2 separate regions of the Sus scrofa genome follow, and region 2 is linked to region 1. The links are chromatin contacts, called in public promoter capture Hi-C maps. All regions are on one chromosome and are shown on one strand. Each heading gives the region's core, a stretch centred on a gene start, on an enhancer-like site or on the middle of the called end of the contact. The rest is flanking DNA. Distances are from core to core; before and after follow the strand shown.

What was found. Promoter capture Hi-C pulls out the DNA fragments that hold promoters and counts their contacts.
Region 2: a promoter capture Hi-C map of liver shows a contact between it and region 1, with 5 times the contacts expected there. The contact joins the enhancer-like site here to the promoter of SLC16A10 in region 1. A contact is called at or near these places in 2 of 5 promoter capture datasets (fetal liver and liver), 7 of 47 Hi-C or Micro-C datasets (embryonic fibroblasts, fetal liver, heart right ventricle and 3 more) and 2 of 2 datasets of contacts at active chromatin or transcription factors (alveolar macrophages and skeletal muscle).

Annotation. Positions count from the first base shown.
Region 1 is chr1:76,996,844-77,001,936 of Sscrofa11.1, forward strand. SLC16A10 (monocarboxylate transporter 10) reads left to right here and starts at 1,516. Exons shown (of 6, transcript XM_021091212.1): 1 at 1,516-2,065. The coding sequence starts at 1,729.
Region 2 is chr1:77,104,739-77,109,974 of Sscrofa11.1, forward strand. All of the region lies in intron 3 of SLC16A10 (monocarboxylate transporter 10), which reads left to right. LOC110260579 (a long non-coding RNA gene) reads right to left here. Exons shown (of 3, transcript XR_002343826.1): 2 at 4,459-5,044; 3 at 909-1,765. Among named protein-coding and RNA genes, the nearest start is that of MFSD4B, 52 kb to the right of the region's middle. Within about 2 kb of position 2,988, at least 8 of the 83 cell types and tissues checked have an H3K27ac peak or open chromatin away from gene starts, as enhancers often do. A contact at or near this core is called in alveolar macrophages, fetal liver and liver, where this site is marked.

The sequences.
Region 1 (5,093 bases), core at 266-2,765:
CACAATTCAGTCAACAACACTGTGATTCTGTTTTATTTAAAAAAATAAACCTTTTTTTTTTGGAAAAAAAAAAAAAGACTGGGAGGAAACATGGTAGATGTGTGGCTTTGTGAGCAATCAGGAAGATTTTTTTTTTTTTTTTTTTTTTTTTTTTTTTTTGTCTTTTTGCCTTTTCTAGGGTCACTCCTGGGGCCTATGGAAGTTTCCAGGCTAGGGGTCTAATCGGAGCTGGAGCTGCTGGCCTACACCAGAACCACAGTGACGCGGGATCCGAGCTGAATCTGCGACCTACACCACAGCTCACGGCAACGCCGGATCCTTAACCAGCTGAGCAAGGCCAGGGATCGAACCCATGTCCTCATGGATGCTAGTCAGGTTCGTTAACCACTGAGCCATGACGAGAACTCCGTATAAGACTGTTCTTTAGTTTACCATTCTAACCCCATCCCTTAGATATATTATTCTTGAGCTTTGCTCCCTGTTCCTCAAGCAAACTGCTTTCCCTTAGCTTGTGCTATTCTCGCTACCTAGAATGCTCTTCCCCTATCTTTGTCCACTGAAGTTCCCTGTATGATTCAGCACTCAGCTCAAAAGCTATTTGCTGCAGAAGCTCTTCTTTACTGTTTTGAAGGAATACATGTTCCTTTCTCAGAACTTCTTCCTACCAGTGTTTTGAATGGGCAGAGACAAATATGATCACTCACACTCATTTGTGTACTCCGTCATAAAGTATGGTAACTAGCATATTTTGACTTTGAAGTGAAGAATCCGAGTAACTGAGAAAGAATTGTACTCAACACCGCATAACTAGTTACTCTTCTTTCTTTTACATATGTTTTTGCTCCATGCTTCAGGGAGACAGAGGAGTTGAATACAGGTGTTAGCTTTTGTTTAAAGTGCAAACAATTGTGCTGCAGTTTAATGTTTTCTAGCTGTCTGTCAAAAACGTGTGTTATTTGAAGAACTTGGTATTTGTTACTGGAAGACCAGTCTGTCTTTCAAAATGAGCCCGTTCAACATGCCAAATATTCACGGCAAATCATATACGAATCCAGGAGAAATTAGATAAGGCCTCCGATCTTTCCGACTTCTTTTTAAGTAAGCAGGTGGCATGACGTATCTTATATATTATGATTAGTAATAAGAGGTTAATGCCAAGAAACAAAACAAAAAGAAAACAAAGAGACGATGTTTGGTCGTGAGGCTGTCAGTGAGCTGAGGCTAAAGAAGTTCGGTAGTGTGGTCCCCATGACCCACCCAACCTGCACCTAGGAGGAGACGCGCCCCTTCCGTTAACACTTTGTGGCGGCGTGACCTAGACATCTGTGACCCCCTCTAGGAGGAGGACCTCTCGCAGGCGCGCGCGCAGATTCAGCCACCCGCAGGCACCTGGTCCGCGCGCGGTGGGCGGGGGGTGGGCCCCCTGCGCTCTCAGGAAGCCCAATCATCTGGAGATTCCGGGGCAGGTCCCGCCGCCGGCCACGCCCCCAGGCGGCGGGGCGGGGGGCGTCTTTAAGAGCCGGCGGCCGGGCTGCCTGTTCAGTCCGGGTGCGGGGCGGTAGCCTGGGAGGCCTGAGTTTAATCCCTGCGCCGCCCGCCCACCGGGGGCTCCACTGCCCTTGCCTCGGCCTCACTAGCCCGCCAGCCCAAGTCGGCGGCTCCTCCGCGAGTTCGCCGGGAACTCGTGCCCCTCGCTTTCCCCGGCGCCCAAGGGGGCCGCTTCGGGCCATGGTGCGCTCCCAGGAGGAGCCCGCCGCTGCGCGGGGAACGAGCGAGGCGCAGCCGGCCGGCCCCGCGCCCCTGGGGGCCGCTCCGTTGCCTGGCTCGGGACCCTTGGACGGCCCGGAGGCAGTGGCGGCGGAGAAGGTGGAGGTAGAGCTGGTGGGGCCGGCGGGCGCCGAGCCCCCTGAACCCCCTGAGGGCGGCTGGGGCTGGGTGGTGATGCTGGCAGCCATGTGGTGCAACGGGTCGGTGTTCGGTTTCCAGAACGCCTGCGGGGTGCTCTTCGTGTCTATGCTGAAGACCTTCGGGTCCAAGGACGATGACAAGATGGTCTTCAAGACAGGTGAGGCACAGCGCCGGCCGCAGCCAGCCCCGGGGTGGGGGCGAGCGCGGGGACCCCTGCGCATCCCGCGTATTCCGCGTGCTGAGTGAGCGTCAGCACCGCCGTGTGCGCCTCGGTGGGTCCCTGGGTGCTGAGGGTGTGGGAGGTGGGTCTGTCTAATAGCAAAAGCAGCCTGCAGCTCCAGGGGCCTCAGTGCGCCGGTCTTTGTATTGAATCCAGATGGAGGGAAAATATTTGGAAACAAGTCGCAAAACTTACTTGCCTAGATCTTCCTGCTTTCCTCGCTGCAGAATAGGGGTTAAGAGTCTGCGGTAGACTTTAATTTTTGAAAACAAAGGTACACTTCCAAACCCTATTACACCGCTCCGTCATTTTCACGGTCTCCTTCGTGACCGTGACAGTTGGGTTTTTGTTCATTTGACCCCGGCACTACGGAGGGCTGTGAGTGTTGGGGGGAGGCAGGGTTGGCGAGATGAATTAGGTATTCCAAGGTCACTGGAATTCCGAAGGGAGCCCAGAAGGAACCACGGTTTCTTGGTGGCTTTTTTTGGAGGGAGGTAGAGGTTGGGGGAAGGGGGGGTGTCACTTTGCTAAATATAGAAACCATGGGAGGCAGCCAGATCCGGGACTGGGAAGAGGAAGGTGAAGGGTTGTCATATACCAAGCTAGATGAAAAAGGTACAGACTCAACATTTTTTTCCTTGTAGGGGGTTACTATTTGACCTACCAAGTCCAAGACCTTCTGTGTAACTCATTCATTATTTCACTTCACCCTGCAAGGCAGGCGTTGTCAACCCCATTTAGGTGAGAAAAGCAAAGCTTAGTGTAATATAGTGTCTTAGTGAGGCCAGAATGGAGATAAAACACACATCTTGAGACTTAAAAGGGCTACATGATTTCCATTACTATATCAGGCTTCCCTCCCTGCCATTTGTGGATCTTTATATGGTTAATAGTCTTTTTTTTTAAATTTTCAATTATTTTTAGAGTAAATTTTCCTTAAGTCTTTGGTGTGCATAGAAAAATTGATGCAAGACTGTTAGATTCTAAGGGAGAGGTATATTGGGAGTTTTAAAGCCTTATATATTGAGTAATATACTGTATGTATCATTATGCAGCTTGTTTTCTTCTACAAGTGTTTTTCTTCTACATGGTGTTTGTGATCTATCCCTGTAATATCTCAGTTTGAGCTGGTAGCTTAAATTTACATTTTAACTTGTAGTTTTCCATTGCATGGATATATTATAATTTATGCATTCTTCCTTTAATAAGCATTCCAAATTTTGCTATAGCTAATGCTGCCATGCATATTCTTGTACATTGTCTCCTTGGCATGTGAATCAGGTACGATATTTAATCTGGAATTTTTGTTCTCCCCCCCTTTTTTTTTTTTTTTTTCCTTTAGGGCTGCACCTATGGCATATGGAAGTTCCCAGGCTAGGAATTGAATCGGAGCTTCACCTGCTGGCCTTCGCCACAACCACAGCAATGTGGGATCCGAGCCGGGTCTGCAACCTACAGCACAGCTCATGGCAACACCGGATCGTTCACTCACTGATCGAGGGCAGGGATCGAACCCGCATCCTCAGGGATACTAATCGGGTTCGTAACCTGATAAGCCATGACAGGAACTCCAAGAATTTCTGTTCCTTAAATAGCTTTGAAGCTGTCGTGTTATGCAGGTCACAGGGCTAGGTACAGAAGTACTCAAAATGTAGTATCATGTACTTGCCTAGGTAACAACCGTTGTAAAGTTTAGCTGGATAGATTTGCATATGCAGTAGTAAACAAAAATAATTTTGTGTCTTTATGAGTAGTATCTGGGAGGGAAAAGCTCAAGGAGGCAGAATTCACAGAGTCAACATTTTAAGACTAGTTCCTTCAGCATTTAGCATACTCTTGCCTTGGAATACAGACTTTTAATGCAGTCAAAACACCAAGACAAAACAATCTTTTTTGTTTGTTTGTTTTTCGCTTTTTAGGGCCGAACTCGCGGCACGTGGAGGTTCCCAGGCTAGGGGTCCAGTTGCAGCTACAGCTGCTGGCCTACACCACAGCCACAGCAGATCTGAGCCACGTCTTCGACCTACACCACAACTCATGGCAACGTTAAATCCTTAACCCACTGAGCGAGGCCAGGGGTCAAACCTGAAACCTCATGGTTCCTAGTCAGATTCCATTCTGCTGCACCACGACCGGAATTCCAACAATCTTTTGTTTACCACTGGTTTTTCAAACTCTTGTGAGTAGTTTCATTGGTGACTGTGGAGTTCTTTTTTTTTTTCCTCCTTTCTAACTTTTTGAGAGAGAGTGAGCACCTGCTGGAGAGAGATCGTATCTTTGCCAGGCATCAGAGTGTCTCAGTCTCGAAGCCTCTGCCTCTCTCCCATCCCCTAGGTTTGCACTACTACAGTATCCCAAATCTGGGTAGCTGTAGGGGAGGAAGCCACGGGGCCCTCCTCTCTTGAACTTTTTGAAACTTCATATTTTCAGTTTTGATAAATGTCTTTCTCTGTTTACTCAAATCCTTGACAGCTTTCAGTCATGTTTGTGTATGTGTGGCTGTGTGTCACGTAAACAGGCATACAGGTGTGCCGGTCAGATACTCAAGATCTTTGTGCTCGTCTGCACGACTGCCACGTATGGTTATGCCCTTGCACAGAGCTGCACAGCTCGGGTCAGCAGTAGCTGAAAACCAGCCTCTGCTCTGGGTGCTCTTTAATTTCTGCACACCTGGAGTGGCCCTGAAATGCAGCAGCTAGATGGGACAACAGGCCTTGGCTTGTACATGGTCAATATGTGAAACATGTACAACATAAACGTTGTAAGGTCTGAGGAAGAAAACAGATTTAACCCCACCTGTGAAAAAAATGCTAACACAATAAAGCTAGTTAATGCTGAGATTTCTCCCTCTCCTTTCTGCCTCTTTCCCTCCCTCCATCTCTTTCTCTCTTCGTGCCATGCACACCCACACTCCCTCCACACTCCACCCCCCCATGTTTCATATAAAGTCCATCATCTACAACAG
Region 2 (5,236 bases), core at 1,738-4,237, 110 kb after region 1:
GATGGGAACGCCGAGAAAATTAAAAAGTTCTAAAGATGGATAGGTGATGCTGATTGCACAAGAAGGTGAAAGTACTTAATGCCACTGAACTGTGGCAAAAAGGTAATGCTTGAGCACAACTCTATCAGAAAGATAAAAATAGCCTTCACAGATTCCTAAAACACCCCCAAAGGAGTGGTACTGTTCACATTGTGAATCAGTGTGCAATATTGGCTTGAAACCCAGAAACCGAAGCCCAAGCTCTTAGACTCAGAGGCAGAGCTTAATTTGACTCCAGAGACTCTCCCCCTACTATGTATGGGTAGACCTTTCAATTTTCAGTCCATTAGACGTTTTTCTCTCTGCTCTGCCAACTCTCTCAATCCAGGCCACTCAGGCTTTGTATTTTCTTATCTATCCTCCTGCAGGGTTTGGTCCTTTTCTTCCTGAACATTTTAAGATCACACACAAGATAGGACCGAACATGTTTAAAGTAATGTTAAGGAGTTCCCATTGTGGCTTTGAGGTAATGAACCCTGACTAGTATCCATGAGGACGTGGCTTCAATCCCTGGCCTCGCTCAGTGGGTTAAGGATCCGACGTTGCTGTGGCTGTGGTGTAGGCCAGTGGCTACAGCTCTGATTTGACATCTAGCCTGGGAATTTTCATATGCCACAGGTGTGGCCCTAAAAAGCCAAAATAAATAAATAAATAATGTTAATTACTACCCCTCAATTCTGAAAATTTTTATTCTTAAGAAAGGGTAAAAAATTGGGGTAGACAATCTCAGAAGTATGTGGAATGATAACAGTGGAGGGAAAACTGATCTGGGCCTAATCATAACAATTTTTAATCTTCATTCACATAAATTACCAAGAGTCTACACATCTTTCTTTGCTCAAGAAGAAACAGAACTGTTTAAGTTTTGGTAATTTACAGAATATATGGCTTATTAGCATTCTAGCCAGGGTCATTAAATAAAGTTATAAAATTACCCAGAATCCTAGTGATGTAAATACTTTCTGAAATTACCCCTTCTTATTTTAAGACTCTCTTAAACTTATAAAATTTAACCGCAATCGAACTACCCCTTTGTTGGGTGCATTTGCTCATTTTGGACTACTTTTCCAAATTCATACAGTTGAACTCTTGATTAGAAACTCCATAAACCACACCTGTCTCTCTGCATCTGTGTTTAGCTGATCGGTGATTTTTATCACCAGATAAATCCAGGAGTAAGTTTAAAAGAGCACATCCCCCCACCCCACCCCGTGCTTTTTTTTTTTTTTTAAAACAAATGCAAACATGGAGACGCATGATGCCACAGAACCAGGAGTCCACGCGTCACCATTGAGTGTCTTCAGAGGGCTCCACTGAGGGTTAGTCAGTCCGTCATGGAGCCAAGCTGTGGGTCATGGCCCAGCTCCCCACCAGCATCCTGACCAGAGTAGAGGCAGTTTTCCTCCTTCACATATAGCTACTATCTTAACACTTTCCAGCCCATTGGGTTCATCCAGACCAGCCAGGAACCAAGGGTCTGAGAGAGTGGTGACCCTGGTGTGCCAAGAATGATACTCCAAGAAAGAAACTGTTCAGAATCAAACTTGGGTTGAGGTGGAGTGAATAAAAATTTAAATAAACCAACAGGGAGTTCCCATCGTGGCTCAGCCATTACAAACCCGACTAGTATCCATGAGGATCCCTGGCCTTGCTCAGTGGGTTAAGGATGTGGCATTGCCGTGAGCTGTGGTGTAGGTTGCAGACTCGATATGCTGTGGTTGGGGCCCTAAAAAAAAAAAAAAAGAAAAGAAAATTTAAGTTACCTAAAAAATCCTAGTGGCTTATTTTCTGTTCTAAGATGAAGTCTATCTGAATTTCTGAAATTCAGGATTATTTGACCTGGCATCTAAATCCATAGTGGTTTTGACTGATCGTTCCTCTAAAACATTTTGCTAAAATTTTTATCAGCTCTAAATAATGCCGTGTCAGAGATGGACCTTTTCGTTTATTTTTTTAATCTAAGGAAAATTACTTTTGAAGCAAAAAGAAAAATAATAAAGGATTTAAAGAATTTTTAGAGTTAGAAAATGTTTTCATGGGGAAAAAAAATGTAATTGTAATGTATACATGTAAGGATAGCTTGATCCCCTTGCTGTACAGTGGGAAAAGAAAAAAAAAAAAAAGAAAATATTTTCAAAATCAGACCAAGATTTTCAAACCATCAGCCATCTTCCTTCCTTCCAAACTCTTCTCTTTCTACCCCTTGGTGGCTGTTAAATAGATCTTCCTGTATTGTATGCTCGTCCCTCTTTTTTCTCAGTCCTGACTTCCATGTGTCTTAATGCCATGTGTGATTTCTGGCACCATGGAAACCTGTCTTAATGACATGGAAAGACTGGCTGTTTCAAAAAGCAAACAGAGCCAACTACCCATGCCTCCTAGAGTCCTGCCAGGCCAAAGGTCTGCTCTCCACTGGGTCAGCTGCCTTGGCGGCAGGGGTACCTGCACCACGGGTTTAGTCACGACTAATATCTTATTAGTAAAAGGACACTTGGCTGCCAAGACAGTAGTCCTTCAAAATGTTGGCAGGCAAGGAAATTCCATGTTTTCAAGGACATTTGAAAGCTGTTGTATTTCAAAGGATAGTCGATCAGTTCATAGTTGAGGCTGACCTAATCAATGATTATCCTAATGCCCATATAGCCCTATTTCAATATTAAGATGTGAAAGGGTTTAATTGTATGTAGCCAACTCTGTGGACTTGGTTTTCTGCTATCTGCAGTCACCTCGCTGGGCTTGCTGGTGTGAGGTGCCCCTGTAAAAAAGTCCTCAGGGAATGTCCTACTGGTCTCATTTCCTTTTGTTTTCTTAGCAAAAACAGAAGATAGAGAAAACAGACAGGAAAAAGAACCCAAACCAAACTGTCATTCCATGCAGAAGATTGCTGTTCATCTTCCTTTGAAGTCAAAGGGTAGTGTAAAGTTTTGATTTGCAACCAAATCTGAGATTATCCATTAACCACTCTCGCAGGCCTCCTACTCCCTTGCAAATGTACATCTGATTTTTAAAGGGGTCAGGCTCTTTTCTTTGTGTTTACCTTTATAAATGTAGGCTTTAAGTCAAATGGTCTTTTAGAGTTAGAGAGTAGCTTTTCGGATGGTGAAAGGATGTATTCTTAGAAATTACTCTAACCTGCATGCAGATAAAAGGCACCCAACTGAAACTGCTCATCTCAAGAGTGAGCCTCAAGCGAGAGCTGTGAGCCCTGTATGCAGGTGGGAAGCTGCAGAGGTCCTCCTAAGTGCCAGAACCCCATTTGGGGGTGTACCATGGAATCATAAATGATACAGGTCCCCTATCCCCAGCAAGAGTTTATTCTCTTAGAGACAAAAGGGGTGCCCGTGACCACCTGTGATCCACCCTCTTCAGCTTGGTGGTGTGGATCTCAAGAGAAGGGCAGAGCGTCAGGGAATCAAATGCTCACAGACAAGGACAGATGAGGACTCTGCCTGGAATCTCCCAAAGGGCACAGTAATTGCAACAACCTGGATGATAAATAGTGGTATTAGGGCTCTTCCCCTTGGTTTCTGCAAAGGCAGTTGTCGTTCTCTTGGTCCCATAGCCTGCAGTGCTCTTTTGGGCCTGGTTTGACCCTGCTCTCCTGGTATTGCTAAAATACTGCCTTTGTTAGCACTTGATACTTGAGTCATTCAGCTGTTACTGCAAGTCCAGTGTCAGAAATAAAGCTAGTTACCTCTGCTTTATGTTTCCTATGGTTTTTCTCCTTTCTTAACTACTCTTTCCCAAAGACATATAGTTTAACTTGTATGTACCAAAGTTTTATCATATTTTTATGTAAACGATTACATGCATATTACATAAAAGGCATTAAACAGAAACCACCCATCCCCTTAAAAAGGTCAAGGGAGGACAGTGAGGCTGGTGGCCGTCAGTCATGGCAGAGCCAGATAACACAATCTTAGAAAACAGTACGGTTTTTTCTTTTCTTTTCTTTCTTTCTTTTTTCTTTCTTTCTGTCTTTTTTTGTTTTTTGTTTTTTTAGAGCTGCACTGGTGGCATATGGAGGTTTCCAGGCCAGGGGTCTAATCGGAACTACAGCTCTGGCCTACACCACAGCCACAGCAACATAGGATCTGAGCCGCATTTGCAACCTACACCACAGCTCACGGCAACGCCAGATCCTTTAACCCACTGAGAGAGGCCAGGGATTGAACCCGTGTCCTCATGGACACTAGCAGGGTTTGTTAATCGCCGAGCCACGACAGGAACTCCAACAGTACCGTTTTCTAAGGTAATAATGGGACTTCTGTACCAGTGGCCTCCTTGTTTTGCAGATGCCTACATCACTGGATTTCAGGGGCTTTTGTAAGTAAAGGGGCTTGGGATTCCCGTCTGTTGGGCCATCTTCTATTGTGAAACCATCTGTCGAAGAGAAGCTTGAGTTTCTAGTGTACTCACATCAGCTGTGCTGGAGCTGGTCTTGTCCTGTGGCTGCCCGTGGAGCTCTCCTCATGGCTGACTCAGCCAGAGGACGTGGCCTAGGTCCTCAGTGGAAGAGAATACTTGTGTCTCAGTGTCTGGCCCTGCAGCTCCTCGGTGGGGAAGAGGTGCAGGGGGGAGAAGCTGGGGCTGAGGCCAGTCCAGCGAGGCGGTCACTTTCTCAGGCTGCCACCTCTGACCTCTCAAAAGCGGATCTGCCTCAGGGCTCTGGTGAGGGGAGAACTTCCCCGTTCAGTTGGCTGGTCAGCAGCATGCCATCCACAGAGAGCTGTCTCAGCACTTATTAAAGTGGAGGTAGTTAGGAGGAAAGGGAGTTAACCATGAACTTGCTTGTCTCTTTTCCTTCTTTTTCACTCATGGATAAAGAAGGGGCAGATATTGTGGGATCGAAGTTCTTGGTTATCTCTGGATAACAAAACAATAAATAGGGTGTCACACAATCCAGAAGTGACTTCTTTGGTTAGCGAGAGTTGTTGTTTGAATGAGGCAGAAGTTTCAAGCTGTCAGTCAGCAGAGTCTGGCAATCCCTGAGAGGTGTGCAGCCCTGGAGTAAATAGATGTTTGAGAATAGAAATGAAAGACTAATTCCTACATATCTGGATAAAGTTTATTTATTTATTTATTTATTTTTAGGGCCACACCTGCGGCATATGGACGTTCCCAGGCTAGGGGTCCAGTTGGAGCTGCAGCTGCCAGCCTGCACTACAGCCACAGCAACGCAGGATCCGAGCCTTGT